Regions from separate parts of the Mus musculus genome. Here regions 1 and 2 are each linked to region 3. The links are chromatin contacts, called in public promoter capture Hi-C maps. All regions are on one chromosome and are shown on one strand. Each heading gives the region's core, a stretch centred on a gene start, on an enhancer-like site or on the middle of the called end of the contact. The rest is flanking DNA. Distances are from core to core; before and after follow the strand shown.

What was found. Promoter capture Hi-C pulls out the DNA fragments that hold promoters and counts their contacts.
Region 1: a promoter capture Hi-C map of cranial neural crest shows a contact between it and region 3. The contact joins the promoter of S100a3 here to the promoter of S100a10 in region 3. A contact is called at or near these places in 5 of 39 promoter capture datasets (the 3T3-L1 cell line, cranial neural crest, frontonasal cranial neural crest and 2 more).
Region 2: a promoter capture Hi-C map of hippocampal neurons shows a contact between it and region 3, with 5 times the contacts expected there. The contact joins the promoter of S100a7a here to the promoter of S100a10 in region 3. A contact is called at or near these places in 2 of 39 promoter capture datasets (cranial neural crest and hippocampal neurons).

The regions. Positions count from the first base shown.
Region 1 is chr3:90,597,463-90,602,015 of GRCm38.p6, reverse strand. S100a3 (S100 calcium binding protein A3) reads right to left here and starts at 1,802. Exons shown (of 3, transcript NM_011310.3): 1 at 1,748-1,802; 2 at 91-236. The coding sequence starts at 231.
Region 2 is chr3:90,652,239-90,656,549 of GRCm38.p6, reverse strand. S100a7a (S100 calcium binding protein A7A) reads right to left here and starts at 2,248. Exons shown (of 3, transcript NM_199422.1): 1 at 2,209-2,248; 2 at 893-1,112. The coding sequence starts at 1,042.
Region 3 is chr3:93,552,765-93,557,682 of GRCm38.p6, reverse strand. It overlaps S100a10 (S100 calcium binding protein A10 (calpactin)), which reads right to left and starts at 2,566. Exons shown (of 3, transcript NM_009112.2): 1 at 2,472-2,566.

The DNA of each region.
Region 1 (4,553 bases), core at 553-3,052, 3.0 Mb after region 3:
GTGTCTCAGCTCATGTGCTACCCTATGCTGCTGCTTGGCCCTAGGCCACGATTTGCAGAGTCCAAGTGGGGAGAGATATGAGGTGCTCACCGGCGTCCAGGTGGGCAGCTCCTTCTGCAACAACTCCTTGAGCTCCGACTGGCAGATCTTGTATTTATCCCCACAGCGCCCTGCATACTCCTGGAAGGTGCACACGATGGCAGCTACTGCCTGCTCCAGGGGCCGGGTCATCCTCACTGTCACAAAACAAGGGTATGACTCGCAAGGAATCAATTCACCTCCCCGCTGTGCCTGTTGTGATTTTTCTAGACAGAAGTTTCAGTTCCCTGACATCACCATAAATTCCTCAGGAGCAGAATATCTACCACCTTCACCCCAACTGGGAGCCTCCCTCTGACTCTGACTCCCTCCCATCGTTTCCCATCACAACACCTGGGAATTCTCAGTCTTTTATTGGGCACCATTCCATGTGATGCTGCCCTTGATCCTAGAAAGCCTCTGCCTTTTGGAGACCTGGAGCGTCATCCTGTAAGAGCTTGCACAGGAAGCCCTGCCCAGGGCTTCTTTGTCCAGATCCTGGTGAGGCTAATGCCAGAGGCAGTGGTGAGGCCTGACAGGACCCCTCCACCTCACTATGCCTCCTACCCTGAACTCAAAGAAACTGCAATTGAGGACCCTCATTCTATTGTGCACTCTGAAGCCCTGAGCGAACTGTTTCTCTCTGGGTCTCAGTTGTCTTATCTGCAAAGTGGGATAATCTAGCCTCACAGGCCTAGTCAGAAACATGGACCAGGTGGCGTCTGCAGAGTCCACCAGTTCATACATAGATCTACTCATCTATGACCTACTCCATCCTTTAGCTATCCTCCCATCCCCCGGGGGACCTCAGAAGGCTTTGAGAAGAGTCCCCCACTGAGATGGAAGGGAAACACTTCCTAGAATTCCTTCCTTCACCCCACATCTATTGTCCCCTTCCATTGCCCATGCAGCCTGGGCGAACCCTGGGCTGGCAGGGAGGCAATGGAGTTGTTTCCATGTGAGTCCAATGACTCACTCCTGACTCCCTCGGGGGACTAGAGTCCTCCAACACAGGGTAGCCAGAGCCAAGACTCTTCCTGGTGAGTTCCCTCTATGGGGAGCAAATAGCTAGCAAGACTGTAGCTGGCAGGAAAGTAGGAGAATGGGGCTGAAGTGTCAAGCATTATGGGGGTCTAATTCTCTGTGATAGCCTGGCACTGCAGCAAGGATCCATGTTCCCAGAAGAGGAAAGCACCATGATCCTTGGAGAGGAAAGAGGGGTGATCCCAGGAGCTCGGCTCCTCTGAGCCCTTCTGATTCCTCCCAGCCTGCCTGGCGCCACTTCAGTTGCTATTTCAGAAGCACAGGGCTTGAAGACTCAAAGGAATCCTCTCTTCTCCTGCAGCCCTGGCCTGTCCCAACTCGTCCCCAGGAATGAAGCAAAGAGTCAAGGAGCAAAAGCACGGAGCTCACTAAGGGCTACCCCAGAAGCATAGCTGGCTACTGTCCCCCCCACATCAGTACAAGATCGTGGCTGGGCACACTACCCAAAACAAACTTCCTTACAGCTCCTTAGTGTACAAGGGACCCTCTGAGTCCCCATCACCTGCTCACATCAGCTTTCTGCTCCCATATCCAGACCCTGTCTCCAGGAACAGGCTACCTGTTGAGGGCTTTCTGAGCTGCCCCAACTCCGAGCCCAATGCAGTTCCCAAGCAACCATACTCACCACTGCTGCTGTTGCTTCAGCTGTAGGAGCCTACCAACTGGGTGTCCCTATTTGTAGCCTCTCGAGAGATGAAGGGAGCAATTATAAGGACCCAAGTAGGTCAACGCTGAGGCTGCCCTCAGGGTCCCCTGCCTCCATCCCTCAGTAGCCTCTATTACAGGCCCACCGCCCACCTAGCAACGCACACATCAAAGACCCAGTCAGAGTCTCAGGCACCGCTCCCCTACTCATTCCCCCCTCTGCCCTTCCCCAAAGCTGGGAACTGGTAACAGCTTCCTGCTTGCATCTTCCAGCTACACACATCCCTCTACTGAGCTCTTTATTGTGAAGAGACCAAGAATACAAAATGGGGACACATCTTGGGCTCTCTTAGGGTGTACCTCCAGAGAGTATCTGTGCAGGGGAGACCTTGGGAGCATCTGGCTAAGGCTCCTATTTACAGGTGAGGAGTCTGAGGCCATGGAACACCCTCTCTGCCCAGCCTCCAGAGCACTGAGTGTTGGGTGGCCTTTGACTGTGAATTGCTTATTTCGCTGGAGGAAAGGAGGTATTTTTGAAGCCTAGAGAGAAGGCTGTTCTCTGAGGCAGCCACCAGCTGTCAGGGCTTGAACTTTCTTGCCTTTCTGCTCCAAGTGATAATGGATGAACTTGGGTCACAGATTCATGAGAAAGCTGGCATGTCCCCAAGCTCCAGAGCTCACAAGGTTCCACTGTTGTGTTCTGTGCTGGGGCGAGTGACTTTCCAGGCAGTCCTGGGGCAGAGTGTTCGTTTTTTGGCTTAAGCATATTACCCCATGGGGTTCCAGGATCAAGTCTCTACTTATCACCTCTGTGAGCCCTGGGCTTCATCTTGTGTCTTTTCCCCCAAATCATCAAACCCAAATTTGAGAGTGGGTATGGCCAGAGCCCTCAGGGTGCCCGCCCTGCTCAGCTTCACAGACTTTGCCATCACTTGAGGTTTTCGGTTTTGTTTTTGTTTTTTAAACAAGTTTTTATTTGTTTGGTTTGGTTTATTGTTGTTTTAAAGATCTGATTTTATTTTGAAAGATTGTAATTTATTTTCCCTTATGTGTCTGTCTGTGAGTGTTGTCTGTATTAGTGCAGGTACCTATAAAGGCCACAGGCACTGAGTCCCCACAGAGTTGGGGTTACAGATAGTTGTAAGCCCCCTGATGTGGGTGCTGAGAACCAAATCTGGGTCCTCTGCAAGAACAGCAAGTACTCTTAACCTCTGGGCCATCTCTCCAACCACAGAGGAACTCGTTTTGTTTGTTGAGACAGAGTCTCTCTACATAGCTATCTCCTGGCTATCCTGGAACTCACTCTGTAGACCAGGCTGACCTTAAACTCACAGAAATCTGCCTGCCTCTGCCTCCCAAGTTCTGGGGTGAGAGGTGTGCACCACCATGTCTGGGCTTAATTCCTTGTTGGTCTTTGATGTTTGAACTTGATCATTTTAATTCTGCCTGGCATTTCTGGCTATTCTTTGTTTTCCCCTGCCATTCTTAGCTGGCATGGGGGAGACCACCACTGACCAGACATGGAAATACCCTCCTGCTGCTTCTCTGTTCTCTCCCACCCCAAAGCTTCTCCATTCCACAAGAAAAAAAAAAAAAAAAAAAACACAACACCCAGAAGAATACAGGAAGGAGAAGAGAAACCTGGCTTCCTGGCCAGTGACAAAAAACCTCATGCCTGTATGGCCCTCACCCTGGGCTCGGTACCCAGCTTTGTCTGGGACACAATCTCCTCTTCGAGGTTGCCAGGCTGTGGATGAGGGGAGTGGGCAATGGAGGCAGAAGGAAGTATGAGTTGTGATTAACTCTGTTTTATTGGCAAGGAGTTATGAGCAGTCTGAGACACAGGACGGAGAGGGTCACATGGCCGCAGAAGGAGGGGCCAGAGTAGACCAACAATTAATTTGCTTCTAGGTCAATGACTTAATCTCATCTGTGTTAAGCCTCTGCTACCAGCTACCTTAAGCATGTCATCTCTGCTCTTGTGACCTGATTTTCCTCATTGATGGAAATAAAAATAGTAACCATCTCATAAGGCTCTTGTGGAGTTTGAGTTAGCACAAGCAAGGCTCATGGAATAAACACTGCTAAAATACAGTGAAGGCTTGGTAAATGTTAACTCCGAGAGGTAACAACTTGCCCGGAATCATATGACTAATGAGTGGCAGGCTTGCTAGTCACTGTTTATACAAGTAATTAGAGGCACTGATACTAGGCATCGGGGGTATAGCATAAACAAAACAGACACAGTCCCTCTCAAGGGAGATGACAATCTAGTGGGAGAAACAGACAATAACAAAGGAATGTTTAATAGGCTGGACGAGCCCAGCAGCCTGGCTCCTGAGCCCACTTTCTTATCCAACAGCCCTTCACGTTTTTGGGCACAGCCACAGCCCCTGAGAACACAGCTTCTCTGTCCACCGAGAGAAAGCTGGGAGAGGCCTAGAGGCATGCCTTGTTGGAGACATGGAGTTGGAGAATGCACATGGAAAGAATGCTTAATTGGGCCTTCACTTAGAACTCCACCCCACCTCAGCACCTAACTTCACCATGTCTGCACTTTACCTTGTTAGAGACTTAATTTCCTATCTCAAAGATTCCTACCGTAAGAATCCTAAGTATTGCCATATATGGGGGAACATGTATTTTATCCCAGCACTTAAAAGGCAGAGGCAAGCAGATCTTGGTGAGTTCAAGTCCAGCCTAGTCTACATAGCAAGTTTCAGGCCAGTAAGAGCTATGTAGTAAGACCTTGTCTCAGAATTTTTTTTTTTTTTGCAAATACATTT
Region 2 (4,311 bases), core at 999-3,498, 2.9 Mb after region 3:
CAAGGAGTTCTTCCCAGAAGGGAAATACTTCCTTAAAACAGTTAGCAAGGAACTCCTATCCTGGCTGTCTTCTAAGCCCTCAGAGGAACATTGCAGAAAGAATGAGGTTGCCTTTATGCTCTTTCTCAAAGCCTGGAAGTAAGTGAAGGAAATATTTTACAGAAATGAGCAGACTCTCACTTCCTCGAAAGGTGGCAAGCCAGAAAGCCTGAGACACCAAAGACTTCAGAAGACAGCATCCTCGCTTTCCTTCAGACATGCAGTCCCTAAGAAGCACAATGGCTGAGGATTAGAACTAATCACAGACTGGATGAACAGGCTCTATAAGGCTAGGCAGGATCTGAAGCTGGCTCCATCTGACTCTAAGAAGCCCTAGGCATGGGAAGGAGAAGAGGTTTTATTTCCCATGACCACCAGATTAGAGCAGTCTCCACAGCCTAAATTACCTACTCTAGACTCATGGCAGACATGCTGGTGAAGAGACTTTTATTCTGAGAACTTATAGAGAGAGTCTGAGTTTGTGGCAATGTCACTAACTAAAGTGGCTAGTGAACAGAAAACAGCTCTGAGCCTGTCATGCTCTCAGGACACAGGAGGCAGAAGAATCCAAAGGTGTGGTGTCAGGCTGTAGTCTCAGAGATTAGCTCTTCATGGTACTGGAGTGAAACTAAGCTGGTGACTTCAGAGGAGAGAAGGACAGGAAATAAAGCAAACCCTGCCCTCTGCATGCCCTCCCTCCTCCATCCTCCTTTCAGGAACAGGAGATTCTCTTGGGAGTCGTCAGTTCCTCCCACCTAACCACCTCACTGCTCACTTCCAATCCAACAAACAGCATTCTCTGGGCACTTTGGTTCTCTCTTCATCTCCCACTCCAGCCCCAGACCCTACATACCAAGGTGTCCATGAAGCGAGGCACACTATCCAAGAGCAGAGCTTTCAACTCCTCCAGGGACAAGGTCTCCTTGTCCCCTTCCCGGGCAGCATAGTGATGGAAGCAGTGTATGATTTGGAAGAGGGAGTCCTCCACTGGTGTGTCTGGCATGACTGATGGACCCTTCAGGGTACAGGCAGATCTGCAGAGCAGAGGAGGAGGCTCTGGGACAGCGGAGAGTCTGTAAGGAGGAAGAAGAATCAGGTCTGCTAACTGGAGGGATTCTTCCTCCTGGAGACATCTCCCCCCACCCCGCGCGCCCACCCACCCACCCACTTCCCTGTGCTGCATCAGAAAGAGGCCTCCTTGGACCCCTGCTGGTCCCATGTGAATTTGGTTCAGTAGCTCTGCCCGCAACAAGCTTTCCTGCCTGAACTAAGAGTGAGTCCCTTCACTGGAACTGAGGGCCTTCCTGGGTCCAGGAGTGGTCTCCTCGTTGCTAATAGTCAAGATCTGAACAAACTAAAGATGGTTTGAAGCAAGGCACTGTTTTGGTTGTGTACAATGACGATGTGGAAATCCTCAAAGAGGCAAGATCCCTTCCCCTACAATAAACTACTTGATGGGACCAGCAGAACATTAAGGTAATTATACTGCGCAGGAGAATCAGACTGGGCATTGTGCTGTTCGTGCGTTTTCTCACTGGAATATACAGACAGACAGCACAGCCATTGGCACCTTTGTCCCCACCACTGACATGTTATCTTCTCTAGGCGTTGACACACACACCCCAGCATAAGTCTATGCTCTTGTGAGCCCTATCCTGTGGCCTACTCACAACTCTATGCACTGTCCATCTGATGCCCATGGCCACTCACTCCATAGAGGTGATAGGAAGTAACAGCCTTCCCTAAACCCTGTGCAAACAACAATCATATCAACCATACATTCCGCTTCTTCTGGACCAGATAGATGATAGGCAAAGTATCAAACCTCATCCCATTTAATCCTCACAGGACCCTGAGGAGTTGATCATCATGACCCTATTCTCCTGGAGGGACAATGAAATCCAAAGAGGCTAGGGAATTTACCAAAATTACACAGCTGCTACACCTAGAATTGGCCTTGAATTCTTGTATTTGTGGACAAGCCCAAAGACACGCTTGTCCTCTGGGATTTTAAACCACTTTGAGGCCACAGTTCTGTTGTTGGAGCACTTGTTCATACTGTGCATGTTCTCCATAACATACAAGCTAAGGGTCTCTGTTCTCTAAGAGCTGCACATACCCAGCACAGCCCATACCACCCCCTGAGATCGTCTTGAAGGAGACACTGACCTGTTGCTCTTGGTGCAGGGCTGCTCAGCATCCACAGCCTGGCCTCTGTACAATCCTGGAAATCAGACAAAAGGCAGACTTCTGAGGAGGGGAACTTCTACCATGCTAGACATCCTGCCCATTCCCTGCCCACCCATTTATGACAGCCAGTGAGTGGCTTTCCACGGGTTCTTCTACAGCAGGACCAAACCTTAACTGCATTCCTGGAATGACATCGTCATACTCCTGGCTTTAGGGACCCACCTCCAGGACCTGAAAAACCTAAGAATCACCAAGGCTTCATTATACATCCACTGCCTCCAATCAGAGCTCACCATCCCACCCCACCTCCTAGCCCCAGGGACATCCTTAAAAACAGCTTCCTTGGACACCCTCCCTCAATTAGTGAACCTCTGAAGTCCACAGTAATGAATCACATTCATCCACTCAATCAACAAATATTTCATGAGTATTTTCAGCATGTCAGGCCCTCTACTAGGCAACATGAATAAGACACTTGGCCAGCTTGCTCACAGGATGGGGTTGAAGAACAGGGCTGACAGTTATACATGGACACCATGTGCCCTAGGCAAGTATAGGACAATCAGGGTACCCATCAAGGGCCACCTCCTCCCAGAAAAAAATAATTGGGGAAGACAACTTAGGGAGGTGTTATTTGAGCAGTGTCTTGAAAATAAATGTTGAGTTGCTCTGGAGAATAGAGTAGCTCTTGGCAGAGGGGACTGTGCAAGCAAAGGCTTGGAGGGATGGAACAGTACGGCCTGCTCTAGACATGGAGTTGACATGGTACACATGCATGCTTAAAAGGGCAAAGCTCTGGGTAGCAAACACATGAAAGGTAAAGGCTCTGTGCACCTAGCCAATGCGGAACCTTGACTTTCTAAGTTTAAAGAGCTAAGATATTGCTTTAGTAGACTGGATGGTGTGTGGAGGTCAAGACCTACTCTCTCTCTCTCTCTCTCTCTCTCTCACACACACACACACACACACACACACACACACACACACACACACAGTGCTAGGATCAGTTTAGACCATTAGGAAATAACGAACTGCAACCTAGAACTAACTCTTAGTAGACCATAACTCTTAGTCCAGACCTGTACATCTGGTCTCTACACAAATGCCACTTAACTATGAAGGGAAAATTAACTCTCCTTCTTCATCTCACCCCAGTACAAGCCTTCTCTCAGTGGCAGCTTCTGTCTGACCATCTCAGCCCAAGTAGCACACAGGACCGCGCAGGCTGATGAGTGTATCTCCCAGAAGGTGGCGCCAAAGATCAAGCAACTGATTGAGAGTCTTCTCTGCATCCCAGAAAGTTCCCCAGAAATTGAAGGTACAGAGTAAGTGTACTAGAGTCCCAGGGCTCAGTCCCAGCACCACAACAACCATAGCATAAAGACACACTTAATAATAGCAAATACTTAACCTAGTACCTTTTCCAGTTTGCATTCCTCTAACGACACAATTTCCTCAACAGACAAGTGGCTTATCAAACCCCTATTGTCTTTCTATGCTAAAAATATGGCTCAATTTTCTCAACTATTTGGAAATGCCAAGCTAGAACCCTAAAAAACTTTATTAAATATCTTTGATTTGTCCATCATTCACTGGTAATTTATCTCAAGAAATAGACTAGCTAACGGTTTTAAGCAATAATTAAGAAAATACTCAAAAAGAAAGAAAATATTCACCACTGTAATGTCTATAATTTAGATGCACAGGTAAATCATGTAATTAACACTTTCAGTATTTATACAAATACTCTATAGTATTTTGTATTTCACCTCTAGTTATCACATGTGGAATGAAGATCCAATAACTAGCTGCTTGCCAGATGCCAGCACCTCTTCCTGACTTGTCTCCCTCCCTGGTCACAACCCACCTCCTCCAGGGACTCTCTGCACCTCCTCCTGGCCTCTCTCTTTATGATCACACCTCACTTCCCCCAGGGACTCTATTCACCTCCCCCTGGCCTGTCTCCCTCCCTGATCACAACCCACCTCCTCCAGGGACTCTCTCTGCACCAAAAGTGATTCAGACACCAGGTTATGCTACCTGCACTTCCTTCCTGGCCCCATCCTCTAAGATCGCACACGC
Region 3 (4,918 bases), core at 1,317-3,816:
TCCCAAATGTCTGTTCTGGACCTATGCCCAGGTCTAGGCTACAAATCTCAGAAGCTGGAGGCCTGATTTACTTTGTTCATCTGTATTTTTTCCATATCTTAATTTTCTTGAAGCCACCCAGAATTAATTAGGGTGTCAGTGAACACAAACATCCATTATTTTAAAACGTTTGTAGAGTTTCTGTTCTTTTGTTTAGGAGAATTTGAAGACCAATCCTTTTTTTTTTTTTTTAATTGAATCCAGAGGACATTTTTGAATCTGACCCTTACAGTATATTTGGGGTAGGAATGAAATGAAAACAATGGATTTTAGCTCAGACTTTCTCACCAACTAAAACTTGCATACTACAGACATGGTCTGCTAAAGGAAGCTCCAGATGCAATTCAATAGGAAGAAAGAACTCTAGCTCAACCAAGAGCATCCATTTTTCCATGAGGGGTTGTCATGAGTCAGCAACCCAACCAACAACATCAGCTACATGGACAAGTGAGAATTATTTAGTTGAAGGGTTGAAAGTTGTCTTTAAAAGTCAATCAGTCCCTCCCTGCCTCCCTCCAGGGGTGGTGGTCCTGAAGAGCTAGACCCTCACACTGCCAAGCCTGTTACTCCCTTTGCTTTTGAGGTGTGATTCCTAAGTTGTGAATCCTGAGAGCCCATCTTTCCCCAGCACTGTGAGCATTAATTTATTTCATAATTCTGAAAGAATCCTATTGTTCTCTTAGCTAGGCTTAAATGAATGGAATGTGTCCAAGGCATATCAAATACTTATGTATTTGCTGGGAGGTGGGGAGACATGACTCCATGACACACTCTCTCTCTCTCTCTCTCTCTCTCTCTCTCTCTCTCTCTCTCCTGTCAGTAGAAAGCAGGGAGGTATCCAGCCTCAGCCCCACCCAGCCCAGGGCCTGACCACATTGGGGTGACTGCTCAGAGGCTGGCCAGAGGCCAGGCATAAGAGGACAACGGCCCATTTGATGTTGTATTTAGGAAAAGCCAGGGAACAGCATCACTCAGAAATTAGGGGAACCCAAATAACTGCTCTATGCCAAGCAGACCAAAAACAAACAAACAAACAAACAAACAAACAAACAACACTACTCTTAGACTGTCAGTGACAGTGCATAGGCAATGGGAGGAGGACTAAGGTAAATGAAATTTCAGGGAGTTATATGAACTCCTCCTTCCTGCTCCAACGTCGGGCATTATCGTTTGCAATTTGCTGAAACACACCGAAGGCAAGCTCTCTGACAGAGAGTTTCTACCTAATTTGAAGTATAACATGCAAAAATCCACTCCTGGAAGCTGAAACTGAAGCTTGGGGAATGGGGGGGGCGGGGGGGAGAGAGACAGACTTGGAATGGTTCTGCCAGTCTAATTACTGCCCTTCCAGGCAGCTCAGACAAGAAACCCCTCCTGCAGGTTGGTGGCCAGTTAGTTGTGACTCATTTCCTCTTGGAAAATGCCCTGGAAGATGGCACAGTTCCTCTTTTCCTTCAGGGAGCGATCTGTTCAAACCATCCACAGAGAATCAGCAACCAGCTAGGCCACACCCAAGGTCTCACAGCTGAGTCACAGGCCACAGATCACTAGGAGAATCCAGGAACCCTTTGTGCTAGCCCCACCCTGCAGAATGTGTCTGGCTTTCCTGGGGTGGGGGGTGGGGGTAGGAAAATGAGGGAGGTGGGTCCTGTGGATTTCAGAATGTGGATCCGGGCTCTGCTGGTCTGTCACATTTCTGTTTTGCTTGCCACCCACTCAGCAATTTCTCCAGAGTCCTCCCAGGCAGGGCTAGGAAAGAGGTCAGTCATTCCTGTTGCCAAGCTCAGGCCGTGAAGCAGGTACGTCCCTCTCACTGCACCACATGAAAATTAATCCCAGACTGAAGATTCTTCACCAAGCCTGCTCTCTCGTTCCATCTCTCTCTGGTTCCCTTTATTTAATCCGAGTAGCTAGAGGAACACTTGGTAGAGAGACAGAAAGTCCTACTTTAAAGATCCTTCCGAAGCAACCTGGAATTTGCACTGAGGCTAAGGCAACAAGCAGAGCAGGGTCCTTCAGAAAGGGAATCCTCCAGCTGCCAAGCCTCCAGTCCTCCCTGGCCAAAGCGGCTCAAACAGCCTGAGCTCTGCCTGTAGCCTGAAGCTTCATGGAACTGCCAACTAGGACAGAGCGCAAGCAGGTTCTGCTAAACTCCAGTTAACTCTAAGACTAGTTGCAAAGTAGAAAAGATGAGAATGAAGAACCACATGCCGAAAAGGAGAACAGAACAGCGGCTCCAACGCCAGGATGGGGTAGCTCCAGACAAGACTGGCCTCCGCCCCAGCGAGTCTGGGGGCATCCGAAGCAGTGTGCGAGCTGGAGGGGTGGCCCCACCCAGGCTCGCGGGGCGCGGCTCCTCGCGAAGCCTGGCTGGAGGCCGAAGCAAGCGGGTGTGGGGTTCCCAGAGGGCAGATATTAGGTGCGGGACTCACCTGGGCCCCGAAGCGCAGCAGTCCTTGGAAGAGCTGGGCACACCACGATGAGGCTAGTGCCGAAGACCGCGCGTCTTTGTACGCGAGGCGGGTACAGAGGGCGGAGGCGCCCCGGAGCGGGAGGAGCCTGGAGGGCAGGCATCTGCCCTCCCCACCCATCCCTCCCTTCCTGCCCCCCACCCCGCCCCACCAGCGCTCTCTCTCTCTCTCTCTCTCTCTCTCTCTCTCTCTCTCTCTCTCTCTCTCTCTCTCTCTCTCTCTCCTTCTCTCTCCAAAACACAAGGCAACACACACGCACACACACACCCTTCCCACTCTGCCAACAGACTAACTTTGCCCGTCCCCAGGGACAGCCCTATTGTAAACGTCCCTGCGGAAGAATGCTCTTAGTATTTCAGGGCATTCTCATCCAGGGCCGTGCCCTTCCTCTCAGGTTTGATTTTAGAAAGTGGGTGAGTGTAGAAATAAGAATCCAGCCGTCTCGGGAGGCACAATGGCCAGAACCAGAGCCAAGAGCCTCTGCGAGAACCTGCAGGGTTAGGAATAATTTCCTAGATAAGCAGGAGGAACGCTTCTACACCTAGCTTGCTCTAGGACCTGGTCTTGGGGTCGCCTGTGTTGAGTGCAGAAGCAAGGCCCCTGGGCTTCAGCCTAGCCTTGCCACCACTGAGTGGTGAGGATCAGGGCGTGTCCTAGTGCTTGTCAGCTTCAGGAGCTTCTTTGTTACAGGGTTCACCTTTCCTGGTACAGTTTGTGATTTTGCTTGGTCGATAGTTTCAGCTGTGGCCAATATTACTAAGATCTGTTTCGGAGCCCCCTTCTTGACTCTACTTGGCTCTAAAAAGCTCTTTGGAAGAAACTTCTGGAAGATATTTAGAGACGACTGAAGTGTATCCTAACTGACAACCACACCCTTCCCTGATACTTAACATTATTTGTGGTTTGGGATTAAATGCAGTTATTGGTGACACAGCCCAGTCCCTAGCACTGGGGTTTCCCCTGTTCCCAGGGGAAGTCCTAGAAAGGATGAGAGATTCCAAAGGGATAAACAGAATTAGGGAATTCTCTATGCGCCACCACGTGACAGTCTCGGCAGAGGTCAGGAAAATCCAACTTGGATCAGCTCTGTTTTCTCCAGGGTCTCTGAAACCTCAGTTCTGGCTCTTCAAAAGCAGTTTTTCCTTCCAAATCTTCCCACAGGCCTCCCCAGGTCGTCGCAGCTGTGGAGGAAATCTCAGGGAAAATGTGATCGAATTTAGAATACTCCTACTCACTGGTTTTCTGGGGCATGAGCCTTAGAATGTTTAGTTTGTGCTAGAGCCTGTTGATTCAGAGATGGGGAATCAGTTTCTTCTTTCAAAGAGCGCCGAGGTTTCTGAAGATATTGTAAACAATTCCCTATGGTTGATGAGCAGTACAAGAATGTTGGACAGGGGCTTCTAAGGCCCCATAGTGGGGCAACAGTCTGATTCACAGAGGAAGCAACATTTGATAAGAACTCAACAATTAATCATTGTGATTCTTTAATCTGAAAATCTATTATAACCTTTTGGGCAGGTATAGAGGTATAGAGGTGTCGGAGTGCTTTTTAAAAAGTTATTGTGTGTCTGTGCATGTGCCTCCATGTACATGTGTGCCAGAGCACATACGTGGCACTGTGAGAACAGTTTTCAGGAGTCAGTTCATTGGTGTGGAATTTGGAGCTAGAACTCAGGTCATCAGGCTTACACAAGAGCACCTTTACCCTCAGAAACCCCATTGACCCAAATACCACATTCCCTTTGTGGAGGGTTTGGAAAACAGCAGCTAAAACAATAATTATTTATAAATGTATGGACCAAATAATAACTATTTTCATGTATTTTGTTCTAGTCCTATACATATGGTTATATTGATTTTTTTATATTGATTTTTTTTTAGATTGACAGTATCCTCTTTTGTTCCTTAGTATTCATTCTCTCCCCACCCCTCAATATTTTTGAGGTGCCAGGCTTAATCGGGATTGAGCCCAGGTCTTCTCACATGCTAGGTAAGTCCTCTACTACTGAGTTCTATCTCTGGCCCACTTTTGCTTTTTCTGTGTCGCTGTTTATCAAGATCACCATGATCACTCACTCGTTTCCCCCCTTTTCGTTCCTTTAGTGATTTTTTTTTTCAATCTGCTAGCAAGGCTGTAGGATTCTGGAGTCCTAGTGGGTGCCGCCCCACAAAGATGCTGAGGGCACATGATGAACAGAGCCAGCAGGATAGACACTATAGCAAGTGCTCTCTCACTAACTCCCCATGAAGCTCCTTAGCTGCTCTGTGAACTGAAGGTCCATGAAACTTCAGCTCCACTGCTAAAGATGGGTGTGGTGAGGCATGTTTTTAATTCTTGCACTTGGGAGGCAAAAAAATTGTGCATTTGAGGCCAGCCTGGCCTATATAGTGAGACTGTCAAAAAAAAA